Regions from separate parts of the Sus scrofa genome. Here regions 2 and 3 are each linked to region 1. Evidence: chromatin contacts called from public Hi-C data. All regions are on one chromosome and are shown on one strand. Each heading gives the region's core, a stretch centred on a gene start, on an enhancer-like site or on the middle of the called end of the contact. The rest is flanking DNA. Distances are from core to core; before and after follow the strand shown. Region 1 holds the start of STRA8 (stimulated by retinoic acid 8). Region 2 holds the start of LOC100525318 (solute carrier family 23 member 2-like). Region 3 holds the start of TMEM140 (transmembrane protein 140).

Region 1 (3,702 bases), core at 673-3,172:
TTTCTGCACTTTCAAATGAATTCACTACTCTTTTATAGTTGTCTAACACATGGGATATTACACAACCTTAAAAACAGGTGAGGTAGATCTCTATGTACAAATATAAGCATATCTCCAACTCATATTATTGAATGAAATGGTCAGATACAGTCCCATTTGTCTATTATTGCTTTTGTTGCCTGTGCCTTCAGTGTCATAATCATGAAATCACTGCCACAACCAATGCTATGAAGATCTTCCCATATGCCTTCTTCCAGGAGAGTTACAAGCCTCGACTTTATCAGTATTTGTATAATTCTTTCTACATGTCAAAGCACTTTCACATCCATTAAACCCTTAAAGCAGAAACCTCAGAAGGAGGTCCTTGGTGCTGAGTCATTGATGGGAGGTCCCAAGCCTTCAGGAGTTTTACTGGAGGTCAGGGGACAATGGGCACTGTCACCTGGGGACATGTCTTGGGAGTCACATATCTGTCCTTCTACAGTAGAAAGGCTCAGCCATGCTGACCCAGAAATACTGTTCCCATAAAGGAGCTTACTGTATTACCAGGCCCTCCTGGAGGCCAGAATCTGGCCCTGTGCAAAGGTGATGGCAGGCAAACACCTGCCTGAGATTGCATCCAAGGCTCCTCTTGACCACAGTGCTGGGAGCTCCTAACTGGAGTCAGAAATGTACCCCTCCATGGACCTCTGCCTTCCTCACCCCTCCCTCCAAGCCACTGTCCACACACCTCAGTTCAAAGCTGAGGGTCTTTTGTTCTGAAACTTACAAAATCATGCAAATTTCTCTCTAGCCCAAGACAGTCAACATTCCTTTTGCTAAATGCCACCCAAGGGCGTGTGATGAGCAAAAAACCAGAGAGAACCTCAGATGTTTAGATATTAGGCAGGTCACTGCCCTTCTCTGGCTTCCCCATCTATAAAAGGGGGAGAAAGTTCTTCACAAGGTCATCCACGAGGATTAGGAACACAGTGGAGGCGCAATACACAACCCATCACTCTCGTTATGTTTAGAGGATAAAAAGATGATCGCATATGAGACCCCTGCCCATTATCACATAAAATGGATGGGACCCGATGTTGATGCAAATAATCAGGAAACAATCTAAAATAAGGGAGAAAAGAGTTGCATTTGAGCCAAAGTGAGGACTATAACCCAGGGGATACAGATGCAAGAAGTACTTGCATTGTGTTTCATTGGACCACAAAATGGAAGAAGCTTATATAGGCAAACCCCACAAAATTGCATAAGTTTTTTGTCAAGAATTAGGCTCGGAGCTGGCAACAAGTAAGGGTGCTTTGCTAGGGCCTGGAATGGTTGTACAGTTACAAGGGAAGACCTTGAGCCCATTAGGCTGCAGCTGGCAGCTGCTACCAGATACTCTTGAAATCAGCTAGTGATGCCCTTGAGGTTGACATAGGTCAGAAAATTTGGGACTCAATGCAGGAATGTGTCTGAAACCACATCCACAATAGCCACCTGGCTCCGTTTTAGATGCCTGAACTGCAGTTCCTCCATTTTGATTTTTAAATGATCTTGAATATGTCATCCCCAACACTTGAGAAAAAGTGAAAAAGGCTGTTTGTCCAACCAGAAAGTTAGGGTCAAGGACACATAACATGGGTGGCCATCCTGGGTTGACATTAATGCAGGAATCTTAGAAGGCTTCCTGGTGGGACAGGTGTGGAGCTGGATCTGGGGGGAGGGGATGCCCTCAGACTGGTGGATTTCAGGGCAGGATCTATGCTTCTTGTCGTGGGGGGGGGGCTGTATTGGGGGCAGGATCTATGTTACTACGAGGGGAGTTTCTCTGGGCAGGATCTCTGGTACTAGGAAGGAGGGGTCAGGGTCAGAAGGTGATGGGGGCGGGGGGACTGTTGCCAGGGAGAACTTTGATTGTATCCAAAGCTGGTGAGAAGCCACCAGGCGGTCCCAGGGTTCATGAGCAGAGCCTTCTGCCTCACAGCTGTGGGGAAGGCTGACTGAAGTGGACCAGAGATCCTCATTTTCTTCAAGGAAATCAGGCTGAGGCAGGTAAGGAAGCCTTGTAACATCCCACCCCCCAGGACTGCATTTTTTCTGGGTGCAGATCTGCTTCCCAGTGGGCCGCATCCGGGGAGGCAGATGTGTTTGGTGGTGGTTGATGCGGGTGAAGGGTGATGAGATGAAAGGCCGGGCAGGTAAGTGTCTGGACCTCTGGGTGTCCTCCCTGTGCAAAGGTAAGGCCTCCAAGACAGAGGTGCACAGACACCTGAATGCCCTCTGCTCCCACAGGGTCTCAGCACTGCTGAGCTAGTGATGGGAGGCAAGGATCAGGGCCAGTGAAGAGAAACCAGGGAGAGAGGAAGAGGGGAAAAAAGCAGCTTCTCAGGGACTCTCTGTGACCCTGAGAAAAAGCTGCCTGACAGCCAGAAGGGACAGAGCCTCAACCCAGGCAGAATTTTGTCTTAAAAGGAGTAAGTCACATTTACCTTGAAAAGAAGGAGAATTTGCTCCTACTGGGTGCTTTCCATGTAGCAGTTTCTTTCTACATAGCACACTGTTTAATTTAATGTTCTACCAAAGTCAGAAGTTGAACCTATTTGTCTGCTTTGGGTAGAACTCACAGTCACTGTGAAGCACATCCTGGATCAGAATCCAATCCCAGTGCCACCAGGCACAGGCTGCCGCGTCCAGGTGGTGTGACCTCTGGTTCACCCCTGCCCCAGAGTGCAGTAGCTTTTGCCCCAGGTCAGGGAACAACAAGGGACATCTGGCAAGGCTGCTGCTTCCTAGCCAAACTGAAGGTGTGGGATCGCGACTGTCATGTAACATTCAGGGGTGCAGGAATTCAAGCAAAAAATACCTAAGGACATGAGTCTATATTTGGGGGAAAATGAATTTTTTCCCTAAGGTGGAAGAATACTTGCTCTTGTCTCAAAGTGAGACTGTTTCCCTTTTCTTCTTGCTATTTTGATCCCACCTTTTATTTATTTATATTTTTGGCCCGTGCCATGGGGAAATTCCCCCGCCAGGGATCCAACCTGAGCCACGGCAGTGACAACACCAGATCCTTAACCCACTGAGCCACCAGAAAACTCCTGATTCCACCTTTTAAAGGCCTCTTCCGCGCAACCCTTCTTAGCCCCCCCCCCCCCCGCATTTCTTCTTCCCCAGTTTAAAACATCATTCCCCGGCCCCTCCTTTTATGCGCTTCTCTATTTCCTCACATCTTTCCCCCTGAGACAGGGAGCCTGTGCCCTGGACCCTTTATTGAACGTGTCTTCTCTGAGCCTCAGGATAACCCTGTAAGGCAGGTGTCAGAGCCCCGTGTGAGGGGTGAGGACCCTGGGGCTCCACATCGGATCACTGGACCCAGTCGGAGGCCGTCCATTTAGTGTTCGTGGGCACATACAGGCTGTGCGGGGCATCTGAGGTGACAGAGTCCCTGCCCCACTCAGCCTCCACTTGGAAAGGAGCCCCTGGGCAAGGTGAGAAGGTCAGCGCTGCCCCTCCTCCCCTCCTTTCTGTGTTGCCTTCAGACAACAAGTTACACTGTTTCTTCCACTGCCCAGTCCTCATTGGTCCGTCACCGCGCGCTCCCATTGGCTGTGGGCCCCGGGGACATGCCGCGATTGGTCCCCAGGGCCCACTGGGAAGCTGCTGGGTCTGTCTGGCCCCGGCAGAGCCCCGGTCCCCCCTCTGCTGGCGTGAGAGAGGCCG
Region 2 (3,702 bases), core at 684-3,183, 78 kb after region 1:
ACCCACCATCTTTTCCTCAACCACATGAGGGAATTAAAACTCTCCCATTACCTGTGTGTGTGTGTGTGTCTTTTTAGAGCTGCACCTGTGGCATATGGAGGGTCCCAGGCTAGAGGTGGCATTGGAGCTGGGGCTCCACAGCCACAGCAACATGGGATCCAGCCCAAGTCTGAAACCTACACCACAGTTCATGGCAACACCGGATCCTTAGCCCACTGAGCGAGGCCAGGGATCGAACCTACATCCTCATGGATCCTAGGCGGGTTTGTTACAGCTAAGCCACCACAGGAACTCCTTCCATTACCTCTTCACACATCAACTTCTATTCCCAAATTTGAGGCTGTTCCTCAGCATCAGGCGCTTTGGGAGGAGAAGGTCCTGGTCCTCTCCCCATAGAACGCGTTAAACTCCCACCGGACACACCACCTTTGTGTGTGGAGCAGGCTACGCAGGAAGGCTTGGCCTGGACGTTTTCACTGTTGAGGTCGGATAAATTGGCAGTTGACTGTTGAAGGAGGGAAGTTGCCAAAAGATACCCCTGGGGCAAGTCACCCTTGAGCACAAGCATGAAGGAGGCCGGCAGAAGGGCAAGCTATACTGAGGACGCACAACTTGGTTTTGTCATTGAGAATCCATTTAGCTTCCCTCATCGTCCTCCGGAGAACCATCCTGGCCCACAGCAACCAGCCCACAGACTTCAGACAGTTTACCCTGTCCTGTGGCTGCTCTGCAAGAGGATGAGGGACCAGTTGGAGCACTGCCAACTCCTGGCCACGGCCTTGGACTAGTGACAGTCCTGGGAACCAACCAGAGCCAAGAGATGCAGTGGAACTTTTGCTGGGACTCTGGGGAGAGAAACATTCATTCTTTCTCACTCATCCCGAATGCAAAGGATGCTGCTCTGTAGCTCCGGCAGCCCTCTCAGGATATAGAGTCTGAGAAAGGGGTCTGTGTGGACAACAGAGCTGAGATGGAGAACAGAGGTCAGGTTCCAGTGATACCTGAATCCATATATCAAGCTGTGTATGGTAGTAAGTTCTCTTTTTGGCTAAAACTAATTTGATTTGAGTTTTCTGTCATTGGCAACCAACCAACCAAACAAACAAAAAAACCAATCCATAGGCATTCCTGTTGTGGCTCAGTGGATTAAGAACCCGACATAGCATCAGTGAGGATGCGGGTTTGATCCCTGGCCTCGCTCAGTGGGTTAAGGATCCGGCGTTGCCACAAGTTGTGGCATAGATGGGTTAAAGATGTGGCTTGGATCCGGTATGTTGACCTGGCTGTGTCCCAGGTTAGGTATCCCATTCAATCCTTTCCCCAGGAACTTCCATATGCTGCAGGTGCAACAGTAAAAAAAAAAAAAAAAAAAAAAATCTGCAAACTTACCCTTTGACTCCAATACTCAACTGATTCTTTCTCTAGAATAACTTCCACGACATTTGCCAAGCTTTCACCCTTCGTTAACAACGACTGTTAAGTTTCAAGGGCATTAAAAATAATTTAAACATCGATGCCAGTGCTGACGACCTCAATATATTCCTACGCAGCCAAATCAATTGTCTCAATGTGACAACAACAACCCGAGAGTGTACTGGGAAAACAATTTCTAAGATGCTTCTCTGAAATGAAGACCTAATTCGTTAATTATACACTCTTGACCTGAAAGGCCAAGAAACCAACATTAGTCATGGAAGTTGGGGTTCTCTAAATTTTTAACAAGCCCTAACTTGTTTCAACAGGAACTGGAGGTGCAGAATTTTAGGTTTCAATGTGCAAACTTCATAACTTCTAATTTCAATACATGCAGCTTCGGAAAGCTGCCTCAGGGTCTAAATAGTTCCCATACGCATGCTTAATTAAATCTGTTTATATTAACAGGGATTGGCAAACTCTGATTCACAGGCCAGACCTGGCCCATTGCCCATTTGTGTAAATAGTTTTCTTGGAACTCATTCACCCCCATGGGTTGCCCCTCCCCTCCCTTCCCCAAGAGACAGCAGGTCACTGCACGGGCAGGCACTCACCTTGCACTATTAACGCATGTTTTCTGTGTGGATATTTTCCTCTCCCAACCCTCCACCTAGTCTATTTTTGTTTGTTTGTTTGTTTGCTTTTTAGGGCCACTCCCTCGGCATATGGAGATTCCCAGGCTAGGGGTCTAACCGGAGCTGTAGCTGCCGGCCTACACCACAGCCACAGCAACTCGGGATTCAAGCCACGTCTGTGACCTACACCACAGCTCATGGCAACACCAGATCCTTAACCCACTGAGCAAGGTCAGGGATCAAACCAGCATCCTCATGGATACTAGTTGGGTTCGTTACTGCTGAGCCACAATGGGAACTCCCCTCCACTATTCTAGAAGACAGAGATCTAAGGCCACAGGCTGGAGCCTGGACTGTTTTTAGAACAATGTGGTTAATTCCTTGCACCTTGATTTTTCAGACTGAGAATCCTACCCTACCCTTTTGGCCGAGGCCCCTCAGGCAGTGGAGACTGATCACAGAGCCGAAGAAGAGCTGTGCCCTTCGCGGCTGGCCATGCGGAACCTGGTAGAGTCACACACAGCGATGGGGAGGCTCTTGAGGCCAGGGTTCAGGGTGGCTGCCCAAGCAGCAGAGGGCAGCCCATGGAACATTCGGTGCAGACTTTTAGAGGCTGGACTAGACTCATTCCTGATTCATGGGAAAACACTAGAAAAAGAGCCATGGAGGGTGAATTTTAAGCCCCCTGCGCCAGACTGGGAATTTCTAAAAGAACAGACCTTCTTCCCAGAGAGGGAAGGGGCAGGTCCCCAAAGCCCCTACTGGGCCTCTGCCTCTAGGGTGGGGGGAGGGGGAGTGTTTACTAGAACTGGCAGGCAGCTCTCGCTGGTACTTGGCAGGTGTCATGGGCCAGTGGGTGGGAGCACATTTCCTGGAGGGCAAAGGACCATCTTTAACACCTGTAAGCTGGGGCACATGCACCAAGGGGTCCCCGGAACCCACCTAACAGTCAGGGAGCTGGGTTCAGTGCAAAGCTGAGCTCAGGACTGTGAACCCACAGCAGAGCTAGAACGAACAAGGCGCGATTCCAAGACAGCTCTTCAGAATCTAGGGCCTGTGAGCGCCCTTTCTGGCTGTGCTTCCAGGGCTGTCTGACATTTCAAGGGCGACTGGACCCACTGACTCATGAACTCAGCTAAAAGTGTGGATGCGAAGGGTGCTTGGGAAGGTCTCGGGAGACCAGGGGCACAGAGGCAGAAGCTATGAGGTCCCCCGCAATTCCAGCCCCGGCTGCCCCACACTCCTGCAGGGGCAGACACCAGAGACCCAGGGATAATGGCTACAAAAAAGCAGATGGGGCTGGATTGGGCCCAGGGAATAGAGCGCCCCCTTCAGTCAAGACACTCAGAGGCTTATGCAGATTCAAGACACACTCTGCTGGGCCCAGGGTGGGAGGGAGAGGAGGAGGGACTGGCAGGGAGCCAGGAGGCGGGGAGAGACCTTTGCCCAGCATCTGGTCTCCACCAGCTGTCCCCAAGAGACCCTGGGGCATCGCTCACCAACAGAGCGAGGCACAGCTCAGGTGGGGCAAAGCCAGTGTCCCCCTTCTTTGTGGGGACATAAGACTTATTAGGAAGCCACTGGGAAGGAACAATGTTTTGGAAATAATAATAGTGCAAGGGGGATGGAAAAAGTAAGAGCCTTGGTAGGGGGT
Region 3 (3,702 bases), core at 875-3,374, 68 kb before region 1:
GTTCCCATCCTGGCGCAGTGGTTAACAAATCCGACTAGGAACTATGGGGTTTGCGGGTTCGATCCCCGGCCTTGCTCAGTGGGTTAAGGACCCAGCGTCGCCGTGAGCTGTGGTGTAGGTCAGACACGGCTCGGATCCTGCATTGCTGTGGCTCTGGCATAGGCCGGCGGCTACAGCTCCGATTAGACACCTAGCCTGGGAACCTCCATATGCCGCGGGAGTGGCCCAAGAAACAGCAAAAAGACAAAAAAAAAAAAAAAAAAAGTAGCAAACCAGACACAATTTAAGTTTGCTCCTTCTCAAAAACCCATTCAAATAATAATTTTATTTTTTAAGACAAAGCTGCAAAGATTAGGAGCAGAGGCCACTTTAGAAGCTAGAAAGCAGAATGGCTTAAACTTCTCAACGTCTAATGAAAGCCAGAAGACTGAAAGAAAGCTTTCGAAATTATAAAGGCAAGTTACTTTTAACCTAAAATTCTATGTTCTTCTAGCTTTGACCAAATTTAAGCATAGAAGAATAAAGAATAAATCTAGAAAAGTCTTCGATGAAAGAAACACTGAGGCAGGAGGTAATGGGCCCCAGGATAGACATTTGCAACTAGCCTCTTGTTTACACTCCCTGAGGCAGGAGACAGGTGGGCTCCAGGACAAACATTCACAACCAGCCACCTGTCTATACTTCAGATAGAAATAACACAGGCCCAGGGCAAATAAGTGGTACTTGTCTTCTGTGAACTTGTTAAACAAAGACTCAAAAGGGGGCTGAGCCCTGCTTGGACAATGAACTAAGAGGTCACGTCCTCCCCATCCTCAGGGTCAGGGAGACCCCAACTACACATGCACAGAGAGAGACCCCTCTGGGTCAGAGACGGAGGAGGCGTCAGCCCATAATAAGGCTGGATAACCTTCCCGCCATGCTCTGCTTTGGAACCCATCTGGTCCAAAAGACACGCACGCAGATCAGGGGAGGGCCCTGGGTCTGGTAGGTGTAAAAGGTGAAACAAGGTAATTGGCTAAAGGGAGACAAAGACCCGGAAGAACTACCCTAAAATAAGTGGTCAAAGTCACCTCTGCTCCTCACTGAGGGGTCGCCCGCACCCGCACCCCCTTTGGGTGCCTACTACTGTTTGCGTCTGCCTTCGACAAATAGCCTGATTCTCTGCATTTCTGTGCTCTCCCACACATGGTACCGTGTTTCTAACAATAAGCTTTATACCTATTTTTACAGTCTTTGCCTCCTTGAAACATTCTTGTTTTGACAGATTATGTCTGAAACAGAAAAATCAAGAAGTACCATTATAAGGATGTTGCTTATAGAACTGTGGTAAATACCTAAAGAATCAGCTATAAGAGGTGAGGTGCTTCTTGCCCTGGAGGAGAGAAGAGGACAGTGTGGGACTGCTGTTTTCCATAATGAACTCTGAAGAATTCTTTGACTCTTGCAAAACTATGTGCATTCTAACTTCAAGCGCATTCCAACTTGGTATGCTTCTGTCTCTTCTATACTGTGTGACTCATTCACCAGTGTTCAGTTTTCAGTGACCAGTTTATATGAGCACCAAAAAGTTAATACTGTCTTGGCCTTGAAGGCACTATTATGAAGGCTGGACTTCTGCTTTAAATAATAACAGCTACTATTAGTATGTGCCCAGTACTGTACGGAGAACGTTCACGTATCATCCCCAATTTCTACAACAGCCATGCGAAACAGACATTGTTTCCATTTTACAGACGAGAAACTGATGCTCCCAGAGGGCAAATAATGCGCTCATCTGCAGCAGAACTCCCAGATCCCGAAGTTTCTGTTCTTTCTTTCTATTAGATCACATGCCTTCTTTCTAGGGTTTGAGTTTTCAAAGAACTACAAAGGGGGGGGGGTGTAGCACAAAGTGGGGGCAAACATATCAAACACTCCAAAGAAGCCCTTTGCCCAAAGGTCACAGAGGGGAAGAGGACCCCTGAAGGATTCAGCAATGTTACCGGGTCGCTGTCTACTGACACAACCGAGCTTAACCCAAATTGGAATTTCCAGCTGGTCATGTGAGCACAGAAAGCAATTTTTAAACTCTGGCCAGGAGTCCCTCTGATTACAAAAATAAAAGCTCCGTTCTGCTCTTATTTTGAAACAAGAGATGTTCCAGCTGCTCCAGCAAGGGCCTGAGCACCCCTGTGAGGACGCTAAAAAGACAAGGTTTTGTGTCCAGAGGTGCCCCGTCACCCTACAAGCTGATTTCTGAAAGGGCGGACTGAGGCATATCTGCTTCCCATGGGGGTGACCTGGGTCTGGGACCTTAGGCCGGATGATCGTGAAGGTCCCTTCTGAGTAAGACTCCAGGGTGTGTTTATCCGGGTTTAAAACATTGGGAGCTTTGAGCGTGTGCTGGCTTGTTTCCTTTCTGGAATTCTCCTGGGATATAATCAAGACGCTTACCTGGCTCTTTAAGTCAACTGTCTGGTCGACTCAGGTGTGGGTGAAGCATAAGGTGTGGGGAACAGCAGGGTTGTTTACATTCCTTGCTTCTGAAAAGTCACACGGGCCACCGGCAAGAAATGAAAGTGAAATCAGGGGACAGTGTCACCAGTCAGCACAAACGTGCCAGAGTTCAGAGAGCTGTTTACTTAGGCACAACTGCGCCTGCCAGCCGGTCATAAGCTCGGGGCTGCGTGCATCTGCCGCTCCCCTCTCCGCTGCCCCGGGTCTGGAGCCTGCCTTTGGGAAGCCGGCGACAGAGATCGGACAGTCAACCGAACCTGATTTCCTGCTCCTCCTCTTAGGAGCCTTGTGTGGGTTCTGCATCTTCTTGTTTGTAAGTACCTACCCTGTATGCCCCCGTGGCTCGCCCAGACCCCTGCTGCTCCGTAAGAAGGCTACTTCCCTCTCAGACCTGGCAGCCGCGCCAGGGGCCCAGGAATGACTGGCAGCCGGGCGTGGGACCCTCCCCCGTGCACCGTGTGCACTCCGATCCCTTCAGCATCACCCTGTGCGCCTCTGGCCTCAAAATGGTGCAGGTGATGCCAGGGCAACTGGTTAGAAACGCGGGGGAGAAGAGCGGGCGGCAGGGTCTTGCACACGGTCTATACAAAACAGTCCGGGGCGTGTGAAGTGGACTCTTCATCAGAAATAGGTGGCCAGACACAAGCGGAGCACTGACGCACAGCAGCTAAACCGGTAGTCACAGAAACTCTGAGTCCTTAAAACATGCCCTGTGGATTAAGATGGTCAGAAAGACCTGTGTCCTTGACTCAGAAAGAAGACAACAGCATCCAAGAGATTTTTAGACCCTGTGTTATGAGCAGACACTGCTTCTCACGCCTCGATGGAAATTCATGGCGGGATTTTAGTTCTGTTGGTGCAGAAAGACTTTTTCTTTTTTTAACATGGGCTTGTTTCTCTCATTTCCAGCAGGCTTCTTCTCTTATAAAATCAAAGGCTTCTTTGGGAAGAGATGAATATATGTATATATGTGATTCTGTCTTTCCTTCCTCCCTCAGGACAACTGAAGTGCATTTCTCAGTGTCTCCTTTCTCAACACTCTTGCCAACTAACCCTCTGCTTTATTTACCTACCAAGATTGTTTCTTTTCTAAATTTCACTTTTATGTAAATCGAACATGATTCTGGAAATATTTCTCATGCAAAAGGAAGAATGCTTGCCTCTAATGCCCAGAGGTCTCGGGGCTAACATTAACCTTTCAGAGCG

The links. Hi-C and Micro-C count contacts between places; a contact is called where the count stands out from the background.
Region 2: a contact with region 1 is called in a Hi-C map of liver, with 6 times the contacts expected there. The contact joins the promoter of LOC100525318 here to the promoter of STRA8 in region 1.
Region 3: a Hi-C map of liver shows a contact between it and region 1, with 3 times the contacts expected there. The contact joins the promoter of TMEM140 here to the promoter of STRA8 in region 1. A contact is called at or near these places in 1 of 5 promoter capture datasets (liver), 2 of 47 Hi-C or Micro-C datasets (both in liver) and 1 of 2 datasets of contacts at active chromatin or transcription factors (alveolar macrophages).

What each region holds. Positions count from the first base shown.
Region 1 is chr18:14,078,619-14,082,320 of Sscrofa11.1, reverse strand. STRA8 (stimulated by retinoic acid 8) reads left to right here and starts at 1,922. Exons shown (of 11, transcript NM_001285970.1): 1 at 1,922-2,034.
Region 2 is chr18:14,000,729-14,004,430 of Sscrofa11.1, reverse strand. LOC100525318 (solute carrier family 23 member 2-like) reads right to left here and starts at 1,933. Exons shown (of 12, transcript XM_013985609.2): 1 at 1,390-1,933. LOC100622227 (a long non-coding RNA gene) reads left to right here and starts at 3,504. Exons shown (of 2, transcript XR_135462.4): 1 at 3,504-3,702.
Region 3 is chr18:14,147,041-14,150,742 of Sscrofa11.1, reverse strand. TMEM140 (transmembrane protein 140) reads left to right here and starts at 2,124. Exons shown (of 2, transcript XM_003134650.4): 1 at 2,124-2,809.